Linked DNA regions of Mus musculus: all the other regions are linked to region 5. The links are chromatin contacts, called in public ChIA-PET, Hi-C and HiChIP or PLAC-seq maps. All regions are on one chromosome and are shown on one strand. Each heading gives the region's core, a stretch centred on a gene start, on an enhancer-like site or on the middle of the called end of the contact. The rest is flanking DNA. Distances are from core to core; before and after follow the strand shown.

Region 1 (3,923 bases), core at 361-2,860, 620 kb before region 5:
AAATCCGCCTGCCTCTGCCTCCCGAGTGCTGGGATTAAAGGCGTGCGCCACCACGCCAGGCTATCCAGCCGGTTTCCTTACCGTTACCTCCTACCTGGTAGGCAAGTCCTCTACCTCTGAGCTACCCCTCTAGCTGCCTACTTCCGTCTTGATGTCAGACCATCATGCATCTAACATGAACCGATTCTCTTTGACGTTCGCACAAGCTTGTGTCCATAAGCATACACCGTGTGGAGGTCATAGAACATGTCCCTCTTGAAATCAGAGCATCTGTGCTTGCCTCTGCACCCGTCCCTTACTGGAGAGAGGCTATTATCCACCCTCTAGGGAAGAAATGGGGAGAGTCATTAGACCCTCACCTGAGATTACAGTTGCTCCCGCCTCTCCTCCTGTGCAGACCTCCAACAGCACCTGGCCCCGGGAGATGCTAGAGAATATAAAGGGGTGGGTAAACGAAGGAGACACTCCTTCTGGCAGGTCACTGTCCATGCTGGAGATGAGTAAGCCCAATAAACCCATTGGTTCACCAAGCTGGGCTTGGATGTTTTTGATCTGTTGTCGGCGCCCTATTTTGGGTGAATAGGCATTTGTTCATGTCTCCTCAGGAAGTCAGTCAAGAGTGGGGCTTAAAAAGACACGCAAACTGTGCATGATACTGTCTCCTGCAGCTTGCTGTCTTACGCTACATGTTTTTGTTTTCCTTTTCCTGTGGGGGTACAAATAGATCTAACAGTCCTTTTAACTATTGTGTACTATTCCACTTCGTCTCGCTCCAGTTGCTACTACTAACAAATAAATGGAAGAGCGCTTAGCAGTATCAGAGGTGGTCATCTCATTAGAACGCTCATTGAGTTTATTTGTCCGGTCCTGGGGACTGTTTGTGAGTGCCCAGCCTAGAAATATGGCAATAATTTATTGAGGGCTGAAAATCGACCCAGTTGACAAAGAGCTTTGAATTCTTAGTGAATTTGACATCTCAACCCTTTGGCTGCCGGCAGAAACATGCATGCAGACAGCCACTGGTGAACATCCGAGTCTGAGTTCACCGGCCCCCCACATCCAAGGCCACCGGGTGAGCGAGCCCTTGAAATACCCTTTTTTTTCTCCGTTGTTACCCAACTGGGAGACTAAATATTTTAAGGCTCCAGCAAAGTAAACCGTCAAAAAGGGGAAGAATGTTTGGTCAGTCTTGTGGAGAGACCTAGAACTTCGCTGGGCTGTTCAGAGTGAGTGATGCATTTTAGGGCGAGCCTGCAGCAGTGGTCAGAGGGGTGGTGGCTGCGGAAGGGTTTCCCCATAATGGGCGTTGCCCCGAAATCCAGGGAGGGAACCGCCAGACGGCTCCTGGGTTTTCCCCCGTCGCCTTTGGGGGAACTTCTCCACGCTCAGGGACAAAGCGGCGTGGAGCATCTCGCAGGAACCGAGACCCACTCCCAAACTTGCGGCCTGTTCGCCCCTGCGCGAGTCGGGCCTCGCTTCCTGTCGCCTCCTTCCCCCCACCCCCCCTCCCGCCTCCACCTCCGCCCCGCCGCTACTTAAGTCTCCGCGGGACCCGGCGCGCGCGGCCGAGGCTGCGGCGGGCACGCGCGCTCCACGCCGGGTCCTTGGCCAATCAGCAAGGAGCCCGAGGCGCCGCCGCGCCGCGCGCGAGCCGAAGCCCGGGCGGCTCCTCCCGTGGAGAGCCGAACCGGACCGAGCCGAGCCGAGCCAAGCCGAGCCAAGCCGAGCCGGGGGCGCAGAGCGCGGGAGGCGGCGGCGCGGAGCCCAGGTGAGCTGGCCCGAGGCGGGCCGGGCTGAGTCGGGGGTGGGTGGGGGAGGGACGCAACCTCCCCGTGGGTCTTTGGGTCCCGGACGCGCGCGGGAGCCGGCAGACACAGCCCAGAGGCGGGCCCCGAGGGGACCCCACGTGCGCCGCCCCGCGCCCCGCCACGTGGAGGGCTGCGCCCCCTTTCCCCCTGGCCTCCGGAGCCGGGCGGCGCTTGGGGTCCGGCGGCAGGAGCCGGCCAGGAGTTCCGCACCAAGGTCCGCCGGCCAGGGCGGTCCCGGATCCCAGCGATGGCCTAGGCCACCCCTGGCGCTTGACAGGTGCGGAACCTGAGCGCGCGGGAGCGTCCCACCTCCGCAGGCTGCCAGGCACGGGGAGGACCCTGGTCCTAGGGGCTTGGACCCGAGTCTGCCCTCTGATCACCCCGACCTCACAGGCCGACTTGATCCTTTTGACCTAAATTTACCTCTGGGCTGCAGCGCGCGATGCATAAAGAGTGCCTGCCGGCTCCCTCTGGCACAGCCCTGGGGTGGTGGTGCCCCGCTATCACCGGGGCTATGCCAGGGTTCTCCCCACCCCCTGAATGCCCAGTTTGGGAAACGGGGTGTTTTCACAGCTCTGTCAGCCTCCTCCCCGGCTGCTCTCACTTGGAGATGAAGAGGTGGCACTTTGCAGGGGGATGGAGCAGGGGGTGGAGGACATCTCAGGTGCCATGGGCAAACAGCCTCCTGATCTGGGGGTGGGTGGGTCATGCTCCGCATTCATTACCCTAGATGCAACTTTTACCTTCCTCAACCTCCTCTGTGATGTTCCCCCAGTCCTGGAGTAGAAACTTCAGGTGCCCTGGGGCATTAATGATGTCTTTTACTCCTCCTCCTGACTCTGCCCCCACAGGACCTAGAGGAGGATTGCTCTGCCTCCCCACAGCTCCTTTGTTCTTTGGAAGTGGCAGGGGCTGCCGCTGTTCCCAAACCCACAGAAACTGCGGTTTCAGAATAGATCGTGCTATCAGTGTACAGAAGCAGCTTCAGTTTGCCCGATCCCCCTCCTTGTACACTCTACTGCTGTACACTTCATCAAAAATGTCATATGCCGGGCCATGGTGGCATACACTTTTAATCCCAGCACTCGGGAGGCAGAGGCAGGTGCATTTCTGAGTTCGAGGCCACCCTGGTCTACAAAGTGAGTTCCAGGACAGCCAGGGCTACACAGAGAAAGCCTGTCTCGAAAAACCACAAAACAAAACAAAACACAAAAACAAAAGAAAACCCCGTCATATGATGAGCCCCTACCTTGGATAACCGTAATTACATTTTTCATTTATGCCAGGAATAGAACCCAGTGCCAGCAGCAGGCTAAGCCCACCTTTAACTAGTGAGCTTACACTCCCACCCCCTCATTAACATTCATTGAGTTCTTGATGTGTGGCAAATAACTTTATCTTGCCTGGGTCATCTCATTTGATGCTAACCCAAATCCTTTGTGGTGGGGAGTTTTTGGTCACCGTAGTTGAGAATAGGAGATTAAAGTGCCTAGTATTGAATGGCTCAGAGAGGTTAGTTAACTTAGCCAGGATCACACAGACATTGCCAGGCTTCCCTTGCCTTTCTGGGGGTAGGTAGCCCAGGCCTGTTTGCTAGGCTGTGTAGGAGGACACAGACAGAGGTGCTGCTGTCCCAGCAGGACTCAGGCTTGGCTTTCCCTGCAGTTGCTGGTGGGCTAATAACTATGCAGTATTTCTTAGAGGACGGTCCCACCCCTCCTGGTGAGCATTTGGAAACACGTGGGAGGTGACTTTTGGCTTGTCAAAATGAGACTAAGCACTCTTGGTGTTTAGTGGGCAGGAGCTAGGGAATGCCAAATGTCCTATAAGAATGTCCCTACCTCAAATGCCAGGAGGGAGATGCTGAGAAATGCTGTGAGCCTCAAGTGCTGGGAGAGAGGGAGAGAGGGAGAGAGGGAGAGAGGGAGAGAGAGAGAGAGAGAGAGAGAGAGAGAGAGAGAGAGAGAGAGCACGCCATGGGGTGCTATTTCTGGAGAAATCTGTTCTGATGGGAGTAAATCCCAGCGGCTCCCTGGAGGAGGTGTCAGTTATGCCAAGGCTTCTGAGATGGGCTGAAAAGTTGAGGGACTGGGTAGAGGGACTTTGTGATTGGCT
Region 2 (3,999 bases), core at 1,268-3,767, 550 kb before region 5:
AGAAGGAGAGAAGTGACTTCTAAAAGGTGTCCCCTGGCATCCTTGTGTGCTGTGGCATGTTCCCGCACTCATACACAGATACATACCCAAAAATAAAATCAACATTTAAACAAACAATAGCACAAAGCTTGTCTGGTATGCAGAAGGCCTTTGGTACCTCAGGGGAAAAAGTACTGATATGGAATTTTACTTTTTTGGTGTACTATATCAAATATAAAACCTCGTGTGTTTTTTTTGTTGTTTTTGTTTTAGTCTGAGTGCATTTTAATTGAGACAGCTTGAGCATTCAGTGGCTGCATGTGGCCCTCTTCCAATGACAACAGCCACAGAATCTTATGGGTGAACAGATTATCCCAGGAAAACAAAAGCCGAGAGCTCAAAGCTACTGGTGAGCCCCTGATTCCAGATACTCCAATCCAAGTTATTTAGTGAGCTAGCAGCAGGGCTCAGTACTGGAGAGCCCATCCCGAGCACTGGAATTATTCACTCCAGAGACTTAATCTAATCTGCATTTAGATACTGGCCTCTCAGGCTGGAGAGATGGCTCAGCGATTAAGAGCACTGACTGCTCTTCCGAAGGTACTGAGTTCAAATCCCAGCAACCACATGGTGGCTCACAACCCCCTGTAATGAGATCTGACGCCCTCTTCTGGTGTGTCTGAAGACAGCTACAGGTACTTAATAAAAATAATAAATAAATCTTTGGGCTGGAGCAGTCAGAGACTGAGGGAGTGGGTTGACCGGAGCGAGCAGAGGTCCTATATACAATTCTCCACAACCACATGAAGGCTCACAACCATCTGAACAGCTACAGTGTATTCATATACATAAAAATAAAAAAAAATCTTAAAAAAAAAATAGATACTGGCCAGGGGTTTTTCAGGTACTGGTGACTGAATGACTCCAAGGCCTCATGCTAAAGAGGACGTTTTTTGGAGACAGGGGCTCACATAGCTCAGGCGAGCATTCTTCTGCCTCAGCCCCATGAATACTGGGATTGCAGACATACTGATTACTGCCTCCTCCAGCTTCAGCGAGTCTTATCTAGTGTCTACCGCTTCCATATGGTGGAAGCTACAACCTTGTGAGCGGAAACTCCTCTGCATTCTTTTGAATGCCCTTAGGCGGTCTGAACAGATTCCAGACCTAACACCAAAGCAGGAGACCTGTTGATTTATTATTTAGTTGGGACACTGTAATAATTCTGGTTGTCCTGAAACTATGTAGACCAGGCTGGCTTTGAACTCATAGATATCTGCCTACCTGTCTCTCACCAGTGCTAGGATTAAAGGCTGTATCTTAGGCATTCTTAACCATCTCTCTGGGCCATCTCTCCAGCCACCTGTGTACCTATTTCATATACCTAAGGCCACACAAAGCTTTCTCAGGTGAGTGTGGTCAGGCACAGAGGTCTTACAGCTCTGAGTCAGTTTGTGAATTGGCAATCTATCTGTGTTTTTTGTGGATTCCTAAGTGACTCCAATGTGTTGTTTGGGGACCCGTGCTTTAGGCCCTTTAGTAAGAAAACAGATCCACCTGTCACGCTAGCAGCTGTTGACACTCGAATACCTTGAAATTGGGCCCAGGAGGCAAGGTAAGGTTCACCATCTCTCCTGGGGTGTATTACAGCCTTACAGGTGCATCCAATTAAAATTAAACGTTTCATAACGCCTAGTGATGGGAGGGTATATATAAACAGTAATGAAGAGCAGAGTTTAGAATCAAAATCAGGCGGGTACTCATATTCCCAACCAATCCAACAAAACAAAGGAAGTGACCTTGGGACACTTTTGGGAAGTGTGACATCTCAAGGGTACTGGGTTATCAGAAGCTTCTTAAGGTAACAGAAACCACAGACCCAGAAAGTACCGAATGAAAACCACAAGCCTTGGTTTCTGTCCGAGTTTGAAAAGGAACCGAAGAGAAGTCCGTGACGCACAGAGTTAAGCCTTCCCTGCCCTGCCCCTCCACCAAGCCAAGGCGCAGCATGAAGCAAGTCGGGAGGGAAGGATGCGAGAAAGATGGGGTGACAGTCTAGCTAAGACGAGGCTTAGCTCCCAGGACGTCCAGTAGTCCCCAGTGTCCTGTTCAAGCTGGTTCCAGGTGGCTTGGCTAGAGCCCGGCGAGGGCGTGTCGCCGCCCCTTGAACTCGGGGAGGAGGGGCTTGGCCGGCTCAGCTATTGCCCCAGACCCAGAGAGCGAGCAAGGGGGCGCTGCCAGGTCCCGACAGTCTGGGTTGCCCCCAGCCGCGGCCCCTCCCCAGGCCCGCTCACCCAATGACGTAAGCCAGGATGAGCAGCTGCACCACGCGGTTCATGAGCCCCACTTTACGGCTGCGGATGAGCACGATGCGCGGCGTGTCGTACTCGAACAGGAAAGCCCGGAGCACGGAGCAGCAGCCTGCCATGGCTCCGCCGCCCGCTGCTCCGCGTCGTGGCCACCGCGGGTCGCCTTGTCGCTGCCACCACCACCACCGGGTCCGGGCAGCAGCCCCGCCCAGCAGCTCGGCCCGGAAATAGGCGGCGCGCGACCTGAGGAGCGCGTCTCCTCCCCCTCTGCCACCCCAGGGTGACGCCCCAACTCGTGACCCTCTCAAAGGGACGATCTAAAAAGCAAGAGTGGTATAGCACTAAGGGACGAATTACCTCTGGAGCAGGGAGCAAGGTCAGCTCCCGGAGGGACAAGGATAATGACGCCCTCAGGCCTAGGATTGAAAGGCAGACAGTTGAGTTCTGTTGCAAAGGACAGCTCTGCGGTTCAGATATAGGATAACGAGCCGTGCGCCAGGGGAACTTGGATAGGAGTTACATTCCTAGAGGACCCGAGTGCTGAAGAGTCAGTCCCCTGACTGAAGGAGGCAAACTTGATCTGGATGTAGTGGAGGGAGCCCCGCTGTGCTGCTTTATGAAACTATAGGGTGGGTGAATAAGTACCTGGTGTACTAGGATGTCTGCAGAAGTCAGCCACAAATGCCACCATATACCCCTCTTAGGCCTGAAGCCGATCCATGTCCCTACCCCTAGTCAGATAACTGTCGTAGTTGCACCTGAGAGGAGGCAACAGCCAGCACCTGGGGGGTGGGGGGGGGTCCCTGTAGCCATCTTGCTATTGAGAATGGCTTACCGCAAGCTTAGGGAGAATTGGAAAAATTCAAGCCCGTGGGGAGACACCATTGTTAAGGTCACATATATCCATTCCCTTCCGAAGTTTTTTTAATAGGCGTTTTATATTAAGTGTAACAGATACATCCAAGTACCCTTATACCAGGTACTGTCCAGCAAGCATAGTGAGAGCATCTCAGCCCTGTGCAGTATAAATATAGCAGGTAATATACACAAGGCTTGAGGTTCTAATCAGACTCCTCGCGGTTCTTTTCATTTTCTGCTCCATGCATCTTTTATTTCATCTGAGTTAGCTTCAGCTTCTGGTCACTTGGCTCCATGGATCTGAGAGAGCATGGTGGACCTTACAGAAAGGCATGGGGACAAGGTGTGTCTTTCCACCACCAGGTCCCAGGGAATTAGTTATTCCAGCTGGCTTCACCTCCTTTGTACCGCCTCCCAATGCTAAGATAAGATTTGCCGTTATGTCATAGCTCCCAATGTTAAGGTCTCTCAGCATCCAGTCCCCTCTCAGCATTATCTCCCACGTAGGGAAGAAGCCTTCAACACATGAAGGTTTGGGAAGAACTCTTCATACACAAGTCATAGTGCCCTGTTACCAGCGACTCATCACGGGATTTGAATGATTTTGAGTTTTAATCTAAGGCCTAGTGGGAAAACATGCCAGCCTGGTGTGGTGGCACATGCCTGTTATCCCAGCAGTCCGAAAGCAGAGCTGGGAGGATTGGCACAAGTTCAAAGCCAGCCTGGTTTATATACCTAGTTCTAACTATAGAGTGAGACCTTGTTTCCGTCTATAGTCAGTGAGTAGGATAGATGCTGCCAAATTTGACAACCTGAGTTTAATCCCTAGAACATAAGTGGTGGAAAAAAAGAG
Region 3 (3,762 bases), core at 538-3,037, 660 kb before region 5:
ATTCTCAGCAACCACATGGTGGCTCACAACCATCCGTAATGAGATCTAACACCCTCTTCTGGTGTGTCTGAAGACAGCTACAATGTACTTACATATAACAATAAATAAATCTTGGGGCCAGAGTGAGCAGGGCCAGAGCAAGCAGAGGTCCTGAGCTCAATTCCCAGCAACCACATGATGGCTCACAACTATCTGTACAGCTACAGTGTACTCATATACATACATAAATAAATAAATCTTTTAAAAAACTTTAAAAAATAAAGAGCTATGAAAACTACTGAGAATGACTAATCACTGATAATATTTTTATTTTAAAATACTTATTTATTTTTATTTTATTTGTACGAGTACTTTGCCTGCATATATATCTCTGTACCACATGGCTGTCTGGTGCCCGCAGAAGCCAGAAGATACTGATGGACCATGTGGGTTCTGGGAACCAAACCCAATTTCTCTGCAAGAACAGCAAGTGCTCTAGTGCTCTTAACAACCGGGCTGTTTCTTCAGCCCTGATAATAATACTTTAAGCTCTAGAGAACTAAGTGTCTTGAGAAATACAGATAAGTAGAAGGGGCATTGTGAAAAGTCAGACTGAAAATACTGTAGACCGGGGGTTGGTTTTAAGAGCTTCATTTACCTGATGTTGGACTTTGTAGTGACTTAGGTGGGATACAGATATCCATTCACAAGAAGGTGGTCTTACCTTTTGTTTCACTATGGGTATCGCACTTGCAAACTGACACGTAGCTGCCTACAAATGGCATTTGTGAGATGTTGAAGAAAAACATGGGCTCTTGTCCTTACAAAAGGAGAATAAGGACAGGCATGGTGGCTCCCTACTGCTAGTAGGGAGGCAGAGGCAGGTTCTACAAAGGGCTGCATGGTGACACCTTGTATCAAAAAAATTTAATATGAGTGAAAAAAATGCTTTTTGTTTTTGTTTTTCTAGACAGGGTTTCTCTGTGTAGCCCTGGCTGTCCTGGAACTCACTCTGTAGACCAAGCTGGCCTTGAACTCAGAAAAGAAATCTGTCTGTCTCTGCCTCCCACGTTCTGGGATTAAAGTCGTGTGCCATCATTGCCTAGCGAAAAAAAAGTTTTTTGAGGCAGGGTCTTCTTAACTATGCAGACCTAGCTGGCCTGGAACTGGCTTTATAGACCAGGTTGGCCTCGAATTTATGGAGATGTGCTTGCCACTGCCTGTGCCTCCAGGTTGCTGGAGTAAGAGGCAGGGAGCTATCACATCTAGTATGCAAATATAATTTAAACATGCCAATTTAATCCCATTGCTTTTAAATACAATGATTTAAAAATGTCTTTTGGGCAGGGTAGATCATTCAAATCATCTCAGCTATTGTCGCGAGTTCAAGGCCAGTTTATGCTACTTAGTAAGTTTTTTTTTTTTTTTCTCCAAAAGGGGAGGAGCATCGCTTCAGCTGAAGGTCTTTGTTAAGAGAGCTTCCCTGGTATACACATATACAGGCGAGGTGTCTTGTTCAATTTCGTGTACCGCTAGAGGCAAAGATGCAATTAAATGGGGGCGAGAAGGAAGATCAAATTAAATAAATACACGCGTGGCCTGTAGTTCACGCTGTCTCTGATCAAAATCCCTGCGTCTTCCTCCCAGATCCCTGTCCACGTCGACTAGGAACCTGGTCGCCTTGGTTGAGCGTTTCTGTAGGGAACCGATTTGCCATAACACCATTTATGTCCCACCCCCTCCCCTACCCCCGCTCACTACAGGTTTGGCTGTTTTGATTGGCTGTCAGTCTTCCTTCTGGTCTTTGATTGGTCGAAGGCACCGCCGGGGTGGGAGAGGGACACTGAGGCCCCCGCTACTGTGGGAAACAGTCTTGGGCGGGTTAAGGTGCCGGGCGGCTGCAGCCATGGCGTAAAGGCGGCTCGTGGGCGCGGCGCGTGGCAGGCCTGGAGAGGGCCTGTCCTTGCCGGCGTCCACGAAGAGCCAGGACTTCAGCCCGATGATGACCAACGGGGTAGTGCACGCCAACTTGTTTGGCATCAAGGACTGGGTGACGCCCTATAAGATCGCCGTCCTGGTGCTGCTCAACGAGATGGGCCGCACGGGCGAGGGCGCCGTCAGCCTCGTGGAGCGGCGGAAGCTCAACCAGCTGCTCCTGCCCCTGCTGCAGGTGAGGGGCGCCCGCTCTTTCCCGCCCATTACCGCACGCGCGCGCGCGCTTCGCGTGGGCCCCGCCCTGAGCTGGAGGGCAGGGAAGGTCCAGCCCCGGGGGAGGGGCCCTGGGGGCGGGGCTTCATCTTGTCACTGAAAAAGAACACTAGCAACTGCATGATATTTCATCCTAAGCTAACCGGCATGGTTTAACTCTTTTCCTATAAATGATAAGTTTTGAGGGTTTTTTTTTTTGTTTTTGTTTTAACATATAGGTTCTTTTAGTTTGGTTTGTTTGTCTTTTTTTGTTTGTTTTTGGGTTTTTTTTGGTTTTTCGAGACAGGGTTTCTCTGTCCTGGAACTCACTTTGTAGTGGTTTGTTTTTCTTTTTTTCTAACTTGTTTATTTATTATATGTAAGTACACTGTAGTTGTCTTCAGACACCCCAGAAGAGGGGGTCAGATTTCATTACAGATGGTTGTGAGTCACCATGTGGTTGCTGGGATTTGAACTCAGGACCTTCAGAAGAGCAGTCAGTGCTCTTAACCGCTGAGCCATCTCACCAACCCGTGGTTTGTTTTTCAAGACAGGGTTTCTTTGTGTTGCCCTGGATGTCTTGGAACTCGCTCTGTAGACCAGGGTGGCCTCCAACTCAAGAGATCCCCCTGCCTTTGTCTCCTGAGTGCTGAGATTAGAGCTGTATACCCAGCCATACAGGCAATCTTAAAATAGTATATGTCAAATACAATTTCCCAAGAAGTCGAGTTGGGTTACCTACATCTAGAGTGGTGTAAACACTGACTTTCTAAAAATGGCCCCAGTGAGTAATTTTAAACCTTGTCTAGAGAAGGCTCTGCTTCTGGGTTAGCCTTCCTTCCCCAGTTCAGAAAACGATGAAATGTGTTTATACTCAGGAGAACTAGAGCACCCACCTTTGTATAGTGCTTCCCGGTGTGCAAAGCCTTTCACAGTCTCCCACTTAACTTTTCCACAGACAAAGGAGATAGTGATTATTAAGTCCATTTAACTGATGGAGACGGGCTCAGCGTTGCCTGTTAAGAGTAACAAAGGAAAGAGAGCCTTATCCTATAAATCCTGTTCATTTTTCTTTCTCCTTTTTTTTTTAATAGATTATTCCATTGACTAAAACCAATCTACAAATGTGAAGTATGTCTTCGTATTTTGCATAGTCAGGAAAATCCTGATTCCATGTGTCTCGTTTGGAATGATTGATAAATGACTCTTTTCAGTCGTTTCTCAGTCCGAAGCTCTTTGCCCGTTATCTCTAACCTTATTTTCTCCTTTACACAGGGCCCAGATATTACACTGTCAAAGCTGTACAAGCTAATTGAAGAATCGTGTCCTCAGCTGGCAAATTCAGTGCAGATCAGGTGAACTTTCTCTCTGCAAAGGGCTGGGTGAAGATTACCAAGGAGTGGGGAGCAGTTAAGTCTAAGATGATAGGGGCGTGGCTCTGTTGGTAACGTGCTTGCCTCTTGTGCACAAGGCCTGGGTTCCATGCCCAGCACTTTAAACTAGACATAGTGGTCCACAGCTGTAACCCATGCCTTTGGGGGCTAGAGGCAGGAAGAACAGAAGTTCAAAGTCCTCCTGGGCTACAAAGCAGTTCGG
Region 4 (4,235 bases), core at 1,177-3,676, 560 kb after region 5:
ACCTCTTAGAAAAGTTTACCATCCATTCAAGGTAAAGTTCCCCCAACATCCATGGACTCCCAGTGGAGTCTCCCACAAGAATAGATGTGTGTGTGAGAGAGAGAGAAGAGAGAGAGAGAGAGAGAGAGAGAGAAGAGAGAGAGAGAGAGAACACCATGGCTTCAGAAGATACAAGGGAAGGATCTGATGATCACCCCTGGCTTCTTCAGATCCGACCATCCTGTGTCCATCAGGAACTGTCCTGGTACCCAGTGGGGAAGGACACGTGACTTTGAGCAACCTGCACTATCTTCTTCTTCCCTGTGCTTCTCTTGGCACGCAACAGGATGGATTCCCATAGGGCGGTGGCACTGTCCGACACTGGGGTCCCATCCTACCCAGTCTTTTTACTGACTTTTGATAAGTAGGATTTACAGCACGGCAGTGACAATAGATAAGCTGTGTTCTGTGGTAGGGGTGTGGAAGTAATTTGTTTGTTTGAAATAGAGTCTCCTGTAGCCCAGACTAGCCTAGAACTCTTTATGTAGCTCAGGTTGACCTTCAACTCCTGATCCTCCTGACTCCACTTCCTGAATGCTGATGTTACAGGGCAGGTACCACGAGAAAGTAGACTTTCTTAAAAGTCTTTTTTTGTTTGTTTTAGGTTTTTTTTTTTTTAATTTTATGTATATGAGTGCACTGCCGTTGTCTTCAGGCACACCAGAAGAGGGCATCAGATGGTTCTGAGCCACCATGTAGTTGCTGAAAATTGAACTGGGGACCCCTGGAAAAGCAGTCGGTGCTCTTAACAGCTGAGCCATCTCTTCAGCCCGAAAGTAGACTTTCAACACATTCTTGATTTGTGATACTTCCAACCTGAGAAGAGTTAAAGGCCACACCCAATCATAAATGGAGGAGGAGCCTGTATATAGCACTATCAGTATTTAATTAGGAAATGTCCCATGACTTAGTGGCTCTACAAACCGGGGCATTATTTGTAGTCCCCCAAGATTGGAAGCCACCTAAATGTCACCCATAGAAAATTCTTTAAATGGTAATGGGCCTGTAGTCAATGAGACAGCAAGTAGCCCTTTTACAAACAGTGAATGGGGACACCTTCCTGCAGGAAATGGGTGTGGAGATTCACGATCCACATTTGGCAAGGCAAAATGGTTTACTTCTGCACAAGGGCGAATTGCCACGCAGAACAAGCAAACACACCCAGAGGGCCCCTGCAGGTGAAACTTTTGAAGGGATATATATATATACATATATATATGTATGTATGTATATATTGATGGCTAGCCGGAACTCATATGTAGACCACCAGGCTGGCCTCGAGCTTTCTAGAGATTTGCTTGCTTCTACTTCCTGAATGCTAGGGCTGGAGAAATGGCTCAGAGGTTAAGAGCACTGACTGCTTTTCAAAAGGTCCTGAGTTCAAATCTCAGCAACCACATGGTGGCTCACAACCATCAGTAATGAGATCTGACATCCTCTGTGTGTCTGAAGAAAGCTACAGTGTTCTTAGATATATAATAAATAAATCTTTAGACTGAAGCCAGCGGGGCCGACCTGAGCAAGCAAGCAGAAGTCCTGAATTCAAATTCCCAGCAACCACATGATCGCTCACAACCATCAGTACAGCTACAGTGTACTCATAAACATAAAATAAATACTTCCTGAATGCTGAGATTAAAGACCCAGACCCATTTTTCTGCTGTTTTTCTTTTTTAATTCTGAAAACAAAGGGGTCCTGTGTGTCTCTCTGAGCCAAGCTTTCATTCTGACCTGATTGACTAATACAGAGCTGCACAGTCTCCAGGGAGATATGAAATTCGAGCATATCTTTTGGATTTCTGTATGTGCAGACCCCCGGGGGGAATCTGGAAGTCTGCTCAGTGGCTCCTTTTTAATTTCTCCCAACAGCGTTCTCAGTTTCCCAGATTCCTTTGCACCTACGGTGGGTCATGTGACCAGCCTGTGAGGTCCTTAAATGCTTTTTTCCTCATGTTTTGTGCTAACGGTGCGGAGTCCGGAACAACTTCAGCTGTCCGGTGCTAAAATGAGAGGCACACGAGGAAACGCGCCCAGACACCTTGTCTGGTCACTGGCTATTACAGCGCGGGTGACAATATCCTTCGAGTCACCAAAGCAGGGCGATGCTCATACACAGCAGTCTCCTCCTTCTGGGTGCTTCAGAAACAGGCTGGGCCTCAGCTTCCAAGGGCTCCACCCAGTTTGGGGCTCCTGGGTTTCAAAACACTTCTCTTTGCACTACCCAGAAGCCCCTGCCAAGATTCTCACCATCTCCTTAGCCTAGTGATGCGTTCACCTGGTTGAAAGGCACACAAGTGACCAGGCGTCCACGTCTCTTTCTAGCCAATGACGTCCTGCACCTCAAGTGCCCAGTCCCAGGCTGTTCATGGAATAACCGCATTCATGAATTCTCTTCGCCGCCATATCTGCACAGATGTGAGCCTTAGGCGCCAGCCACCCTGCTAGGAGCGCACACCACTCTGGCTAGGCTTTCTCAGGGTTCTGCAAACTCCATCTCTGACTTGGCTTTGGGAGCCAGGGGTCGCGCCCCTTAGGCCGTGAGGGGCTGGGACTCCCTGACCACGCCCCCGTGTCTCCGCCTCCCATTGGCGGCTGCAGGGGGCGGAGGCGAGGACTTGTTCTTCAACGCTGCAGTCGCCCTCCGATCGGCAAGGCTTCTCTCGGCTCCGTTCGGCTCGGCTCGCCCATTTCAGTTCAGTTCGGGTCAGTTAAGCTCCGCTCAGTTCAGCATGCTGCGCGCCGCACTCACCACTGTCCGCCGCGGACCGCGCCTGAGCCGCCTGTTGTCCGCCGCCGCCACCAGCGCGGTGCCAGCCCCCAACCATCAGCCTGAGGTCTTCTGCAACCAGGTGAGACTCACTTCGCCTCCTCGGGCCCTAGGGCGGGACGGAGCGGGCGACGCGGCCTCAGTTTCCCCTCCGCGCCCAGCGATCTTTGCGCGCGTCTTCCCTTGCCCATGTGGCCGCAGTGTGTCGCCTCTCGGCCTGGGACAGTCCTGGGCCTCTTTACCCCGCATCGATGCAGCCTGCTCCTTCCCCGCGCGGTCCGGGTTCACCCAGGAAGGCCCAGCCGTCCCAGCTCCTCTCTGCGAGACCTCCCATACACCCCTACCCGATTCACGCAGACCTGAGCCAGAGTTCAGAAGCAAAAGCTGGGTCAGGACCCCTCTGTGGCCGCTCTTACCCAACCGGGACTTTGGAATGTTGTCTTAGCTTTTTGAGTTTTGGTAAAGTCTGGAATCACATGAAAGAACGTGGTTGTGAAGTATTCTTTTTGTTTGTGCAACAAGTGGGACTTGGCTGCCCTCTTCTGTAAAATGGGAAAGCAGTCAGGGCTGATATCTTGATGTGTTATTTTGAAAGAAGATCTCATTTTGTAGCCAAGGCTGGCCCGGAATTCTGTGTTCTTCCGTCAGCCACTCCCACCCCACTTTGGATTTGTGCAGGCCAGACACGCAGCTACCACCTCCGGTCTTCAGCTTTCTCTCTACTTTTTCTTTGAAACAGGATCTCACTAAGTTGTCCAGGCTGGCCTTGAACTTGTAATTCTCCTGCCCCAGGCTTCCCAGTGCTGGGCGACAGTGATCCCATGTCTCTTGATACTACAGGGCCTCGTGCACTTGGCACTTGGTGTGAGCTGCAGTCCGGGTTCCCCAAAAGTCCCCTCCCCCAACCTTTGTGCAGGGCAGCGTCCTAAACAATTCAGTCTTTAACCCATAAGCTTTAGAACTGGGAGTTTGATGCTATAACTATCCCCACTACACAGCTCAAGAGACTGAGGTCTGGTCAGGTTCCTAAAGAGCCAAGTTAAGGTGAAGTCTGGGTTCTTGTCTGGGATTCCAAAAGTAAGCCCTTAGCCAAAACATTCCATGGTCTCTTGCAACTCTGGGTAGGAGCAGTGGTCGGATCTCATGTTGAACGTGGACATCCTCCAGATGGACTGCTGACCACCGGTGTTGTAGCCTTAGCCTCTTGCTTTCTGCAGTATGTACTTCCAGGACCTGGCAGCCATTTACACATGCGCAGGACCTGTTTGAAAATGCCCATGAGGAGTGCTACAAGGAGTCAATCCAAGGGAAAACAAACAAACAAACAAACAAACAACCCATCTTTTGCATAATACAAGCTGTAAATTTCAGTAGCTGCTGGTTTTTTAACTGGCAGCTGATGCTGAAGCAATCAGTCAGGCTTGAAGGA
Region 5 (3,931 bases), core at 331-2,830:
TTGGGGAGGGAGAGGAAGAAGGATCTGTGAGTTTGAGGCTAGCCTGGTCTACACAAAGAGTGCCAGGATAACCACGACTGGAGAGACCATGTTTTAATGAAACCAAAGCCAAGAAACCCTATGTAAACAAAACATTAAAGAGGAGGCAATGCTCTGGGCAGTGGTGGCCCAAGCCTTTAATCCGTGCCCTAGGGAGGCAGAGGCAGGCGGATTTCTGAGTTTGAGGCCAGCCTGCTCTACAGAGTGAGTTCCAGGACAGCCCCAGGACCATACTGAGAAACCCTGTCTTGAAAAACACCCCCCCGCCCCCCGGGGAAATGCCCAGATTTTAAAAAGACACCTTTTCCCTTTTCTGTCAGTGATTTACTTGAAGACATCTACCACCAGAATTGCGCAGCTGTCCACCACTCCAAAAGTATTTTGGGCCAAAGCAAGCTAGTGTCAAGAGCCCAAATCAAGGTTACTGGATCTTCTCCTCTTTAGCTTCAGCGGATGTTGTGGGATCTGTGATTAGCAGGATCCAGACCTATGTCAAATTTGAAATCTCCAAAGTAGGAAACCACACGGCAGAAACCCCCAAGTCGGACAAAAGGAAAGCTGGGTTTTTGTTTTTGAACCTCTCCTCAACCACTGGACATCCTGGGTTCCCACGGGGTGAACAGTTGGAAGGCGGCAGGTTCTCTCTAGGTTCCTAGCTACCCCGGGGTTTGAAACCTGACTTTTAACTGTTAATTCTTGGTCCAGCGAGGTCTTGGGAGTTTCTCTTGCGAAACCCACTTCCAGGATAATAACAACACAGCACCTACCTGGCGGGTGCTCGCTGAACGCGGCAGCGTCCCCCTGTCCTCAGGGACACAACAATCTGATGATCAGAGAGAGCCACACTGTCACCCGGACTGGGTCCGTGTGCGGATGCACGTTCAAGGGGGAAAGAACGCTGGAGGATGGATGGCTTTGAGGGGAGGGTGGAGGGGGTAGGAAAATGCAGGAGACGGACTCTCATCGCACTGGGACGTCGTCCTGCCAAGCCAAGTCCCTCTGATGAGTCCTTGGACTCCAGATGATAAATGTGAAAGCAAGGACAGGGGAGTGATAAAAAATAATGGGGTCCCCAAACCCGGAGGCGCTTGTATGCGCGCCCCAGATCCAAAGCGGCTTCCGAGAAAAGACCGGCCCCTCCACTGGGCCTGATCCCCCACCGGCCGGGCCTGCCCCGCCACCCACCCGCGCGCCGCTCACCTTCCAGCAGCCGTTGGATGATGCTGTCGATGTTGAGTTTGTCGATATCCGCCATCGCCGTCCCGCCGCCGACCCTCCCGCAGCAGCAGCAGCAGCAGCGGCGCCGCCGCCCGCTCGCCCCGGGGTCTCACTCGTCCTCCTTCCTCACGCCACGAGCCCCACGAGCGGTGGTGGCGGCGGCGGCGGTGGCAGCAGCAGCCGCGGCGGGTCCACCCCCCCCAGCCGCCCCGCTCCGCTCCGGGCTTCCTCCTCCTCTCGCCACTGGGAACCACGAGAAGAACAAGATGGCCGCCGACTCCTCAGGCCAGCCTCGGGCGGCGCACGGATGCGCGCGCGGGAGTGCAGCGGCCCGGCCGGGACTTCTTTACGGGCCCATAGAGCGCGCGGGAAGGGGGCGGGGCCGGCGCCGGGAAGGGGCGGGGTTTGAGCGCGTAGGGCGGGGGTGGGGCGGAGCCCGGGCGGAGACGGTTGAGCGCGACTCCGCCACCGCGCGCGGGATCCTTCCGCCAAACGGGCGGGGGAAATAGACCCCCTGTGGCGGGAGAGGGAAGTTGTGAAGTTGGCGCGCGCAAGTTGAAGGTGGACTTTGTCAGTCTGCTGCGCGCTGCGAGGCTCACCAGCTCCTTCCGGCTCTGCTGCTTGGGGACAGAAGTCTGACCGACATGGCGGGGTGGGAGTTCAACACTGAATCACCCCTCGGAGCCAATCTGGGGTGGGGTTGCTTGCCTGTGGAGAATCATAAAGAGGAGGAGGTTGGAACGTTGGGGATTCAAATACTCTGGCACATTGGTGAACAAGAAGAGCTAGATATACGGCTCCGTGGTGAGAATGCTTGTCGAGTATGTGTGAGACCTTGGGTTCAATTCCCAGCACTGGCAAAATTTCATAATACTGCAATAAAGCATCTACGATACAATATTTGGAAAAAAGAAGCCCCCAAGATAAGCCAAAAAAATGTTAATCCACTGTGAGTGGCACATTAAGTAATTTGTGTGAGCTTCTTGTGTGCGCTAATGCTCTTTTACATTTTAGAGAGAGGTTGGGAGAATTCTGTAAGGGTTGCTACTACCTATCTTTTGAATTATCTTTCTTGAACTCAGAAAGTTATATAATAATTTAAGAGATTTCCCCTGTATTTAGCCGGAGCTGGGTTGAATGAGCGTGCCGGAGCAGATAAAATGGGAATTTGCACATTTCCTGGGAGGTTGCTGTGCGTGCGCTCTGGGCCTCAGCGCATTCATCTGCTGCTTGCCTCTAGCTTCCTTGACTCCCCAGGGGCACCCCTTCACCTGAGGGGTCCCCAACTCTGCTGCCTCGCAGGCTAGCTGCCTATGGAAGAAAAATGCACACCCATCTGACCCATTTATCTCTTCCCAGTAGCACGCCAGAAAATTTACAAAATGTTCTCCCCCAGCCCCACCTCCAGTTCATGTTTCTCAAAGCAAGAGGGATGGATCTGAGGATTCCTTTCCATGAATGCCTTGCAAGGTTGTCTCCCCATAGAGAGACTCATTTTCTACAAGCTCTGTCTTCCCGTGGCCCCGCAGCATGGTGTGTGATGCACCCATCTAGATCTGAGCCCTTTTCCTGATGCTAGCCCCCGACAGTGGGGTTTCAGGATTCTCCCCAGCTCTCCTCAGCCCTCTGCTCCACTTTGCCCACTCACCAACTCATTGTCCCAAGCTATGGTTTTGCACACCATTACACAAATGGTCATTCATCACCCCAAGGCAGCTGGTGCACCAGGCTTCTTGACATCCTGGGGTCGATGCTAAGCCCTGCTGTGAATCTGTGGAGGTCAATGTGGTCTTCACTGAGTTTTTGGAATCTTGGACTCCCTCCAGGGCAGGGTAGCTTCCCAGGGACACCATAGGGCCAGGGATATGTAAGACTGATTCACAAGGAGTGTCTATTCTGGGTGGAGCAGGTTGAGCAAGACAGAGAAAGCCTTTCTCTCCCCCGGGAGACTCATTTTGTGGGATGGAGAGACAAACACACACCACTCTTACTAGTATGAGCCAAAATCTGTCTCTTTGTGGGAGGCTATCTAAACAGCTCTGCAGACAAGAGATTCCCTCCATGCCTGCCAACCAATTAGAGTTCCATGCCCCACATCCTAATGGAGAGAGAGGAAGCTACCACAGGTTGTCCTCTGACCTTCTAGCAGACGTACATATAAAATAAAATATGATGAAGTAGCTGGGCATGGTTAGATAGGACTTTATTTCCAGGACTGGGGAGGCAGAGGTAGGCAGATCTTTGAGAATTTGAGGCAAGTTCCAGACCAGTCAAGGCTAACAGCAAAATCTTGTCTCGAACGAAACAAAGTCAGCTGATGGAATCCCCGATACAATCCTAGAGATGATATATTCCCACCGTTCCCATTTTACAGATAAAGTTAGGCACGGAAAGGCTGGGTTGTTTGCTGAAGGTCACACAGTTGCTAAATTCCAGGAGGAGGACTAGAACTGGGCAGAGCCTGAAACAACAGCCTTTTGTTTAATAAGTCCCTAAATGGAGCCTTCGGAGCCCAGCAGACTTTGGCACATAGGGTGTGTGTCACTCCTGGGGAAGCAATAGAAAGATTTAAAATGTTTATGCCCACACATTGTGTCATAATTATCTAGATGCCAAGTGACAGGTATGTATGTCATCCCATCCATGTGGTGAGGGGTGAAGGAAAATTACAAAC
Region 6 (3,951 bases), core at 11-2,510, 610 kb after region 5:
AATATGCTCATTACATTTGGTTAATCGAAAATCTGAGGGATACCCCTGGGTGACTCAATTTAACCCATGTTTTTACCTTGGTTGCACGCCTGCCATGGGTTCCAAACTGTCCATTCCAAAGGACATACCATTAGCCTGGCTGAAGGCTAATCTAAAAGAGCTCTCTATGGGGAGACCTCAAGACACTAACTTGCTCAGCTCTTGGTCCCAATCTAGCCTCCATGCACATTGGACAAAGGCTACTGCTGGCCAAAACTTGGAAGTTTTGATTTTAATATCTAAATTGATTTAGATAACTTCATAAAACGAAATGGGAAGTGGCCTGAGGCCTCTCCCCCCATATTTCTGCATTCTTAACACCCTTACTATATAGGCTCCTCGAAGCCAGCTTTTTCCTCTGGTAGAGGAGTCCAACTTCCAGGAGGAGGACTGTGCCCCCTGCTGTGCGCACCAGTAATCACAGTCCTGACTGTTAAGAGGTCAGGCTCCCATCTCTCTTTTGCTCCCTGTCTGTTCCTTTGAACTGCCTCAGAAATCTAACAGAAAGGACGTGTACTAAACTCCTTTGTGTATACTTTGTGTACTCGTCTCTTATGACTCTCTCAGGGATACGCTTCCATTTAAGTAATCGTTAATAAAACCTTCAGAGCCGGGCGGTGGTGACACACGCCTTTAATCCCAGCATTTGGGAGGCAGAGGCAGGCAGATTTCCGAGTTCGAGGCCAGCCTGGTCTACAGAGTGAGCTCCGGGACAGCCAGGGTTACACAGAGAAACCCTGTCTCGAAAAATCAATTAATCAATCAATCAATCAATCAATCAACCAAACCTTCAATTCTGCTTCATAAACTGGCTAGTCCTAAAACCGTCCGCATGGAAGCCAAGAACTCGTTTGTCCCTCCTTCCCGCTTCTAGCATCCTCGGGATGCTGAGATGGCTGCAGCAGGCAGCAACATCTCCGACCCCGCTAAGCTGACAGGACGAGCACGATCCGGTTGGTTCCCACACAGCCAGATTTCTGTATGTCCCACGTTACCATCCCACTTCCCAGCCAACTCCTTGGCTGCATCCACAGGTTTCGCTCAAAACACAAGACACTCAGCAGCGGGCTCCCGCGCATGCGCCCTCCCTGCATTCCGCTTCTCTTTCGGCAGGCCAGGCCTCGCGCCGTCTTACGTCATTCACCCAGCGCCACGTCAGTGGAAGGCCCGGGGGCCTGTGCTGCGTGCGGCGCGCCCCGGGGACGACCCGGCTGGCGCCTGCACATCCACCGCGCGGCTCGGGAAAGCCTCAGAAAGGCCGGCGGATGCCGGCGAGAGGCGCGCGGGGCTGGGTGGTCGCAGAGCCCCGCGGCAGCATGGCTGGCGTGAAGCTGCAGAGGGTGAGGCGCGGGCGGGCGGCCGGCGGGCTGCCCGGCGCAGGCGTCCCGGCGATGTGTGGCGCTGGAGCGGCAGTGGGAGCGGCGGCGGCGGCGGCGGCGGCGGCGGCGGCAGCGGCGGCGGGCTCGGCTTCGGCTTCGCTACGGTGCTGGTGCCGGCGGCGGCGGGGAAGGCGGAGGCGGCGGCGCAGGCTTCTCCTCAGGAGCTGGCGAACCCAGGCCTAAGCGGCGGCCCCGCCAAAGCCCCGCACGGCGCTCCAGGCCGGGCCCCTCCCCGCCTCGCCCTGCCCCGGGAGCCTGCCTCCCCGGCCGGGGATGAGGCCGGGAAGCGGCTGCGCGGGGCCCAGCACAAAGGCTTGTCCCCAGGGGCCGCCGCCGCTGCCGCCGCCACCGCCGCCACCAGCTTAGAGCCGCCTGCGGAAGCCGAGCCGGCACCCGGACCTTCATCCCCTCCGCTCCCTAGGGGCGGGCGCTGCCCGTCTCCCCGAGCTCCGAGCCCTTTGCTTCCTCGGCTGCCAGGGGACGGGACAGCCGCGCAGCCTCCGCCGCTTCGGGCTGTGGGAGCCCAGCGGAGCATGTCGGAGGACAGCGACATGGAGAAAGCCATCAAGGTAAGCGGGAGATGCAACCCGTACCCTGCTTTGTCGACAACCGCGATTCCGCTCATCGTGGGCCTTGGGAAATAGAGAGAATTTGAATGGGAGGTAGAGGTTCTAGTTCCTAGCATCTAGTAAGTTCGGTTTTCGGCCTCCCGGGGAAGGGGACCGCATTTGAAGGCCCAGAGTGTTGGCTTGTGTAGGGTGGTGTCTCCGATTCCCTCTAGCCTCCTTGGTTGATGCAATTTGTGCTCAGCTAGAACGAAGTTGAGTAGTGTGGAGATACTTCATATGAGTGGGATATAAGAGGGCTTCTTAGGACTCTCATGTTTCCATCACCTCCAACTGTGTCCATTTGCATCTTGGTGACCCACTGCGACACTTGGCAGTGGCTCTGACCCCTCCTGATGGCTCTGAACCAAGCCTGTTTGAGACCTTCAACTTCAGGAGTTGCTTTACCTTTGCCCAAAACCTGCCCTTTGGCTTTTCCCTTCTCTGTGCGTTCATTTCCTTCTGTTCTCTTGTCTACTCTCAAGAATCAAGAGTTTATTTCTGAAGAGTTTAAAGCGCCCCGTATTCTAAAACGACCCCAAATGGGACTGGGAATATAGCCAGCTGGTAGAGTACTCACCATGCATGAACCCTTGGGTTTGATCCCTTGCACTGCATGAAACTGGCACGGGGAGGGGTCACCCCCCCCCCCACACACACACACGCGGGAGGATCAGTAGTTGAGGATCCCAGCCAATGCTGTGATTTAATATCTGGCTCAGAAGAGGAGCCTCAGTCCAAGCCTGGTGACCAGAGTAAGATCCTTAGACCCACATGGCTGGAGAGCACCAACTCTGGCAAGTTGCCCTCTCATCTTTGGAGACACACATTAAAAAAAAAATGAAATAAAAAGTTCAAGGTTGTCTTTGGCCACAAAGAGTAAAGAGGCCATCATGAAACTACAAACTCTTTTCTGTTTTTTGTTTTGTTTTGTTTTGTTTTTTTCGAGGCAGGGTTTCTCTGTGTAGCCCTGGCTGTCCTGGAACTCATTTTCTGTTTGAGGCTGGCCTCAAATTCAAAGATCCACCTGCCTCTGCCTCCCTGAGTGCTGGGATTAAAGGTGTTTGCCGCCGCCACCACCACCTACTAAAGTAGAGTTTGTTTAGAGTATTTTAAAATTTAAAGTGACAGCTTTGTTTTGTGTCAACATTCTTCATGTTTTTCTGTGTATTTGACAATTTCATACATTTAGTCTTCATTGATTTTGTTTCACCATTGAGAATATGTATATTTGCTGGGTTATGGTGGCATGTGCTTGAGGCCAGGAGTTCAAGGTTAGCCTAAGCAACACAGTGAGTTGCCATAACAAAAACAGATCAACAAAACAAAAAAGAAATGGAATGTCCTTAGTTTTGACTCAGTATCAATATTGTTCTTTTAGTCTTTAAATGTATTATACATTTTAAGTGTCTGTGTGTTTGTGTGTATATGAGTGCATGTACACACATGGAAATTGGTTCTCCTTCCATTATGTGAGTTCCAAGGATCCAACTCAGCTTGGCTACTGAATCCTTTTTGGGCATACTGAATCCTTTAAAAAAAAAAAGAAAAAAAAAAAAAAAAAAGAAACAAAAAACCGGAACTTTTTCTGGGGAGGGCTGGAGAGATGGCTCAGTGATTAAGAGGATGTATTGCTTTTGTAGAGGGCTCCAGTTTGGTTCTTAGAGGTCACACTAGGTGGCTCACAGTCACAGTAGTCTATAACTCTAGCTCTAAGGGATCTGACACCTTCTTCTGCCTCCATAGCGCACACGTAATTAAAATCAAATAGGTAAGACAAGGGGAAACACACCATTAAGCTAAGCTCTTAGGAAGCAGAGGCCTGGAACTCTGTGAATTCAAGGCCAGCTTGGTCTACAAGGAGAGTTACAAGCCAGCCTGGACTACATAGTGATACTTGTCTCAAAAAAACAAAACAGAATCCATCA
Region 7 (3,929 bases), core at 568-3,067, 570 kb before region 5:
AAAAGCCATGCTACTACAGGTGTAACTGCTGGGGTGATCAGCTGACCCGTGCCAGCCTCGGTAGAAGGGCCTTTGCTCGGTGCTCTCCGTGGGGACAAGGGACAAAGGCAAGACGCTCACACTTCGTGCCTGCGCTGGGTACAGGTGCTTACCTGCTCGTAGTCTTCCACATACTTATATTTCTTGTCCCGGTAGTAGTATCTCTTCTTCATACAGTAGAGGACTATGACGTCACACAGCACGGTCGCCTGATTTAGCACAGAATAAACCAGGATGCTTTATAAGACCCCCTTCCTCTGAGATCTAACCTACCAAGGAGGAATGGCATCTCCGTTTCTCTGCATCAGACTGGACTGAGACCAACCGGCTTGGTCTCAGAGGTGGGATTTCTAGGGAATCTTTCTCCTCACCCCAAACGGCATCCAGTCTAGAGTCAAGTCTGAGGTTTAGGGGAAGGCCAGCGCTTGCTCACTAAGCTGCTGACGAGTAAGAAAGGTCCAGACAAGGAAACCGCTCTAAAACACTCACCACCCCTAGGAGCGCCAAGCCAGAGCCAACATTGATCATGGTTGGGATGATGTCAAACTTGCCAGCCTGGCGGAAGACAGGAGGAGAACCAAAGTGTTCTAATGGGGGTGATGACAGAAAATAGGACAGTGGGAGGCTTTCTCTCTCCAAGCAGGGTTCAGAGGAGGGCCTACCTTTCCAAACACGATGATGTCAAAGCGGATGCCATATGCCTTGGTGAGTGTGCGTTGCTCATTGCCAGCAAGGTCCCTGTAGTACTTGGCAAACCTGGAGGAAAAGAGGGTAGGGTGGAGAATAAGTGCAGATCTTGGGGTCCCAGGCAGGGACTGTTAGCGCAGGACCCAAGTCCCTGAGCACAACTTGTCTTGGTTAACGAGTTGCTCCAGTGGCTTCGCAGACACCAAGCACCCTCCCCCCCCCAGGTCAGCCTCCTAGTTAATGTGAGGCAATGTAGCAGGAGGAGCCAGGACCCCTCCCGGAGGAGCAGAGGGACTCCTCTGCCACCAGCATCCTACCCCAGGATGGGAGCCCTTTTGCTCTGAACGGCCTTCCTGATGATACAGCTGGGTCATATCATCATCCCCTGCCTCTCTCCAGGGGACCCTGTGCACTAACAGAACTTGTCAGCCAGTGGGGATCTACAAGACTGCATGGAAGGATGGGGACTGAGCCAGCCCCGGGGCTCACAGCCCGGCTGGAGCTTGGCTCCAGGTGGGATACACCACGCCTCTGGGCTCCCCCCCTGGCTACCACCTGCCATTTTAGTCTCATTGGCTGGATTGAGATACACAATTGAGATAAGACACCAACTCAGCTCACCCTCCAGGCTACAGAATGCAAACCAGGGAAGTCTGTAATCCCAGCTGTCCCGGGAAACTAAAAGGTCAATTAGTTCCTAAATATGCAATATGGAGATTCTCCGAAGAAACCTTGCCCCTATCACCGCTCTGCCCGGCCCCAGCCTTAGTTAGCTTTCTATCAGAATCTCAAGTCTGGGATTTATCTGTGCCACAGCTTCTATGCTATTGGTCCAGGCTTGGGACCCTCAGGTGAGACTGGTGCTGGCTACGGTCTGGGTGTGTGTGAGATCCGTCAACTTCTCAGTTCTAGGATTCCAAGCTTTAGGTCTCCACCGTGGCCCCTAAGAACCCTGAGACAGAGACAGAACCATACAAATCTGACCCCACCCTGGTGTGGGGGTTGGGGGGAGTTCGAATAGCTGCCCTAGTCTCAAGAAAGCCTTCTTACTACCCCACGCAAATTTGATACCACAAGCTACCACTAGAGGGAGTCAAGGGCAACTTTGAAAACTGACCTAGCAAATAAATGCTCGTTAACTGTACACAGGATTTGGCTGCTTTTGAAAAATGGCAATGGTGTTCCCAGGCCTCGCTCACATTCCCAGGTGTCCTGGATTTAATAGTGTCCCTTCTCAAATTCATCTCCACCTGCAAAGGTGATCTTATTTTGCAGATGTAATTAGTTAAAGAGAGGTCATGCCAGATTAAGGTTAACCCTAAATCTAATGTTCTTGAAGAGAAGATCGAACCAACCCGGTCTACACAGCAAGTTCCTAGCCGTCCATAAATAGAAGAGAGAAGGTGGGTGTGGCGGGTGCACACCTCTAATCCCAGCACTTGGGGTGATGGTGGGGGTTCAGGAGTTTACGGCATCAGACCGCAGAGTTCACAGCAACATAATCCTACAGACTTCTGGTTTCAGAACTATCGAAGAATAAAATTCTGTTGTTTCGAGCTGTTCGGTGTCATCTGTTACTAGAGCCCGGGGAAACAGATACAGCAGCATCTTCAGCTGGCTAGTTTCAGTGCAGCCTCTTTTTTTTTTTTTTTTTTTTTTTTTTTTCTTTTCGAGACAGGGCTTCTCTGTATAGCCCTGGTTGCCCCGGAACTCACTTTGTAGACCAGGCTGGCCTCGAACCTAGAAATCCGCCTGCTTCTGCCTCCCAAGTGCTGGGATTAAAGGCGTGTGCCACCACCGCCCGGCTCAGTGCAGCCTCTTATATTTTAGTGAGACAGGTCTCAGGATGTGCCCTGGGCTTGAACCACATGTACGCATCCTCCCAACGCGTGAGCGGTACCTGAAATTGTAGCCAGGAGACACGTTGTGTTCTAAGTCCCGAGTGTCGAGGCGCCGGAAGGAATATCTGGGCAGGCAGTGGGAGGCAGCTCTGTCAAGGTTGCAGTCCCACTTGATCTGGATACCCATGATGCCTCCCTGTGGGGAAAGCAGGGGAGGCTTTCGGAACTCAAGCTCACGCTGGGGCCGGGATCCTGGGGCAGGTAAGATGCGAGGAAAACCATGCTGGCACCTACCTCCACTGCCATCTCCTGAAAGCTGTGGCCCGCATCCGCCACGATTTGGCCAAGACGGAATATGGGGCAGAAGGGATCCGTCCGCGCATTATAAATGCACGACTTGAGGTAGGAGGTGGTAATGTTGGGGAGGATATTCCTCCTGAAGTAGGGGAGGAAGCAGAGAGTCTGAGCAAGGGCAGCTTCGGGGAGAGCCAGAAGTTCTTTTTTATAAATCTTTTTTTTTTTTTTAATTTTATTTATTTATTATATGTAAGTACACTGTAGCTGTCTTCAGACACCAGAAGTGGGCACCAGATCTCGTTATGGATGGTTATGAGCCACCATGTGGTTGCTGGGATTTGAACTCAGGACCTTCGGAAGAGCAGTCAGTGCTCTTAACCGTTGAGCCATCTCTCAGCCCCCAGAAGTTCTTTTTAAGAGGCGCGTGAATGCCTATTGCCCGGCCCCCACTTACTTGCTGAAATTAAACTTGGGGTACCAGATGTTGTTCTTTACCAAGAGGGTGAAGTTTTCTGCAGCCTTTAAAAAAGCTGGCCTGGAAAAGGAATTGTACAGGTTATTACACACATGCGCATTGCGGTCGGTGCCACCTTTCCGACAGTTTACAGCGCCACTCTCGCAAGGAGAATGGGAACATCTGGCATTTTCTATCCTCTTTTGTGTCACACTAGGGTCACCAGGCCTTCCGGATCCTTCCTCTGAAGAGGCAGAACTTCCTGCCCAAAGCATTCAATGAAAGGGATGCTGGCTGTGGCCACCATGATTGCCTAGCATCTGCTGGCCTCCAGTTTGCCTTTAAGGCGTTCATGGGTTATGGATGCTCCTTGGATCTGGTTTTATAAGTCAAAACACAGAGGAGTTCGCCAGCAGGGACATTCTGACCTTGCTGTAAAGGAAACTATACTGCCAGAAAGCTCTAAGAGGTGCCACACCAGCCTGCGGCTGACAATACAAGGTGAGTCTGTCCCCAAGGGGACTCGTTTCTTGGGTGAATTTTTTTTTTCTGTAAGAATTCAGAAATGTGGGTCTGGAGAGATGGCTCAGCAGTTAAGAGCACTGACTGCT

What was found. A called contact is a pair of places that touch in the nucleus more often than the background predicts. ChIA-PET counts read pairs in DNA pulled down with a chosen protein or histone mark. HiChIP or PLAC-seq counts read pairs in DNA pulled down with a chosen protein or histone mark.
Region 1: an H3K4me3 HiChIP or PLAC-seq map of embryonic stem cells shows a contact between it and region 5, with 8 times the contacts expected there. The contact joins the promoter of Camkk2 here to the promoter of Ppp1cc in region 5. A contact is called at or near these places in 3 of 115 datasets of contacts at active chromatin or transcription factors (embryonic stem cells and stem cell-derived neural progenitor cells).
Region 2: a contact with region 5 is called in an RNA polymerase II ChIA-PET map of memory CD8 T cells, with 13 read pairs. The contact joins the promoter of P2rx4 here to the promoter of Ppp1cc in region 5. A contact is called at or near these places in 3 of 39 promoter capture datasets (the C10 cell line, liver and neutrophils), 1 of 484 Hi-C or Micro-C datasets (cortical neurons), 5 of 115 datasets of contacts at active chromatin or transcription factors (bone marrow-derived macrophages, embryonic stem cells, memory CD8 T cells and 2 more) and 2 of 9 other capture datasets (embryonic stem cells and liver).
Region 3: a Hi-C map of erythroblasts shows a contact between it and region 5, with 6 times the contacts expected there. The contact joins the promoter of Anapc5 here to the promoter of Ppp1cc in region 5. A contact is called at or near these places in 1 of 39 promoter capture datasets (pre-B cells), 1 of 484 Hi-C or Micro-C datasets (erythroblasts), 3 of 115 datasets of contacts at active chromatin or transcription factors (large pre-B cells, memory CD8 T cells and pro-B cells) and 1 of 9 other capture datasets (liver).
Region 4: a contact with region 5 is called in an H3K4me3 HiChIP or PLAC-seq map of bone marrow-derived macrophages, with 5 times the contacts expected there. The contact joins the promoter of Aldh2 here to the promoter of Ppp1cc in region 5. A contact is called at or near these places in 3 of 115 datasets of contacts at active chromatin or transcription factors (bone marrow-derived macrophages and embryonic stem cells).
Region 6: an H3K4me3 HiChIP or PLAC-seq map of the 230-238 cell line shows a contact between it and region 5, with 11 read pairs. The contact joins the promoter of Mapkapk5 here to the promoter of Ppp1cc in region 5. A contact is called at or near these places in 2 of 115 datasets of contacts at active chromatin or transcription factors (the 230-238 cell line and bone marrow-derived macrophages).
Region 7: a contact with region 5 is called in an H3K4me3 HiChIP or PLAC-seq map of bone marrow-derived macrophages, with 3 times the contacts expected there. The contact joins the enhancer-like site here to the promoter of Ppp1cc in region 5. A contact is called at or near these places in 3 of 115 datasets of contacts at active chromatin or transcription factors (bone marrow-derived macrophages, large pre-B cells and memory CD8 T cells) and 1 of 9 other capture datasets (liver).

What each region holds. Positions count from the first base shown.
Region 1 is chr5:122,777,097-122,781,019 of GRCm38.p6, reverse strand. It overlaps Camkk2 (calcium/calmodulin-dependent protein kinase kinase 2, beta), which reads left to right and starts at 1,610. Exons shown (of 17, transcript NM_001199676.1): 1 at 1,610-1,768.
Region 2 is chr5:122,706,062-122,710,060 of GRCm38.p6, reverse strand. P2rx4 (purinergic receptor P2X, ligand-gated ion channel 4) reads right to left here and starts at 2,517. Exons shown (of 12, transcript NM_011026.3): 1 at 2,274-2,517. The coding sequence starts at 2,407.
Region 3 is chr5:122,819,367-122,823,128 of GRCm38.p6, reverse strand. It overlaps Anapc5 (anaphase-promoting complex subunit 5), which reads left to right and starts at 1,787. Exons shown (of 17, transcript NM_021505.3): 1 at 1,787-2,149; 2 at 3,442-3,521. The coding sequence starts at 1,979.
Region 4 is chr5:121,592,015-121,596,249 of GRCm38.p6, reverse strand. It overlaps Aldh2 (aldehyde dehydrogenase 2, mitochondrial), which reads left to right and starts at 2,426. Exons shown (of 13, transcript NM_009656.4): 1 at 2,426-2,888. The coding sequence starts at 2,769.
Region 5 is chr5:122,155,924-122,159,854 of GRCm38.p6, reverse strand. It overlaps Ppp1cc (protein phosphatase 1 catalytic subunit gamma), which reads right to left and starts at 1,580. Exons shown (of 7, transcript NM_013636.4): 1 at 1,240-1,580. The coding sequence starts at 1,294.
Region 6 is chr5:121,543,201-121,547,151 of GRCm38.p6, reverse strand. It overlaps Mapkapk5 (MAP kinase-activated protein kinase 5), which reads left to right and starts at 1,260. Exons shown (of 14, transcript NM_010765.2): 1 at 1,260-1,987. The coding sequence starts at 1,952.
Region 7 is chr5:122,724,064-122,727,992 of GRCm38.p6, reverse strand. It overlaps P2rx4 (purinergic receptor P2X, ligand-gated ion channel 4), which reads right to left. Exons shown (of 12, transcript NM_011026.3): 6 at 3,319-3,399; 7 at 2,862-3,003; 8 at 2,627-2,763; 9 at 702-795; 10 at 529-594; 11 at 153-248. It also overlaps a transcript of Camkk2 not described here. Among named protein-coding and RNA genes, the nearest start is that of P2rx4, 18 kb to the right of the region's middle. Within about 2 kb of position 1,817, at least 15 of the 459 cell types and tissues checked have an H3K27ac peak or open chromatin away from gene starts, as enhancers often do. A contact at or near this core is called in bone marrow-derived macrophages, where this site is marked.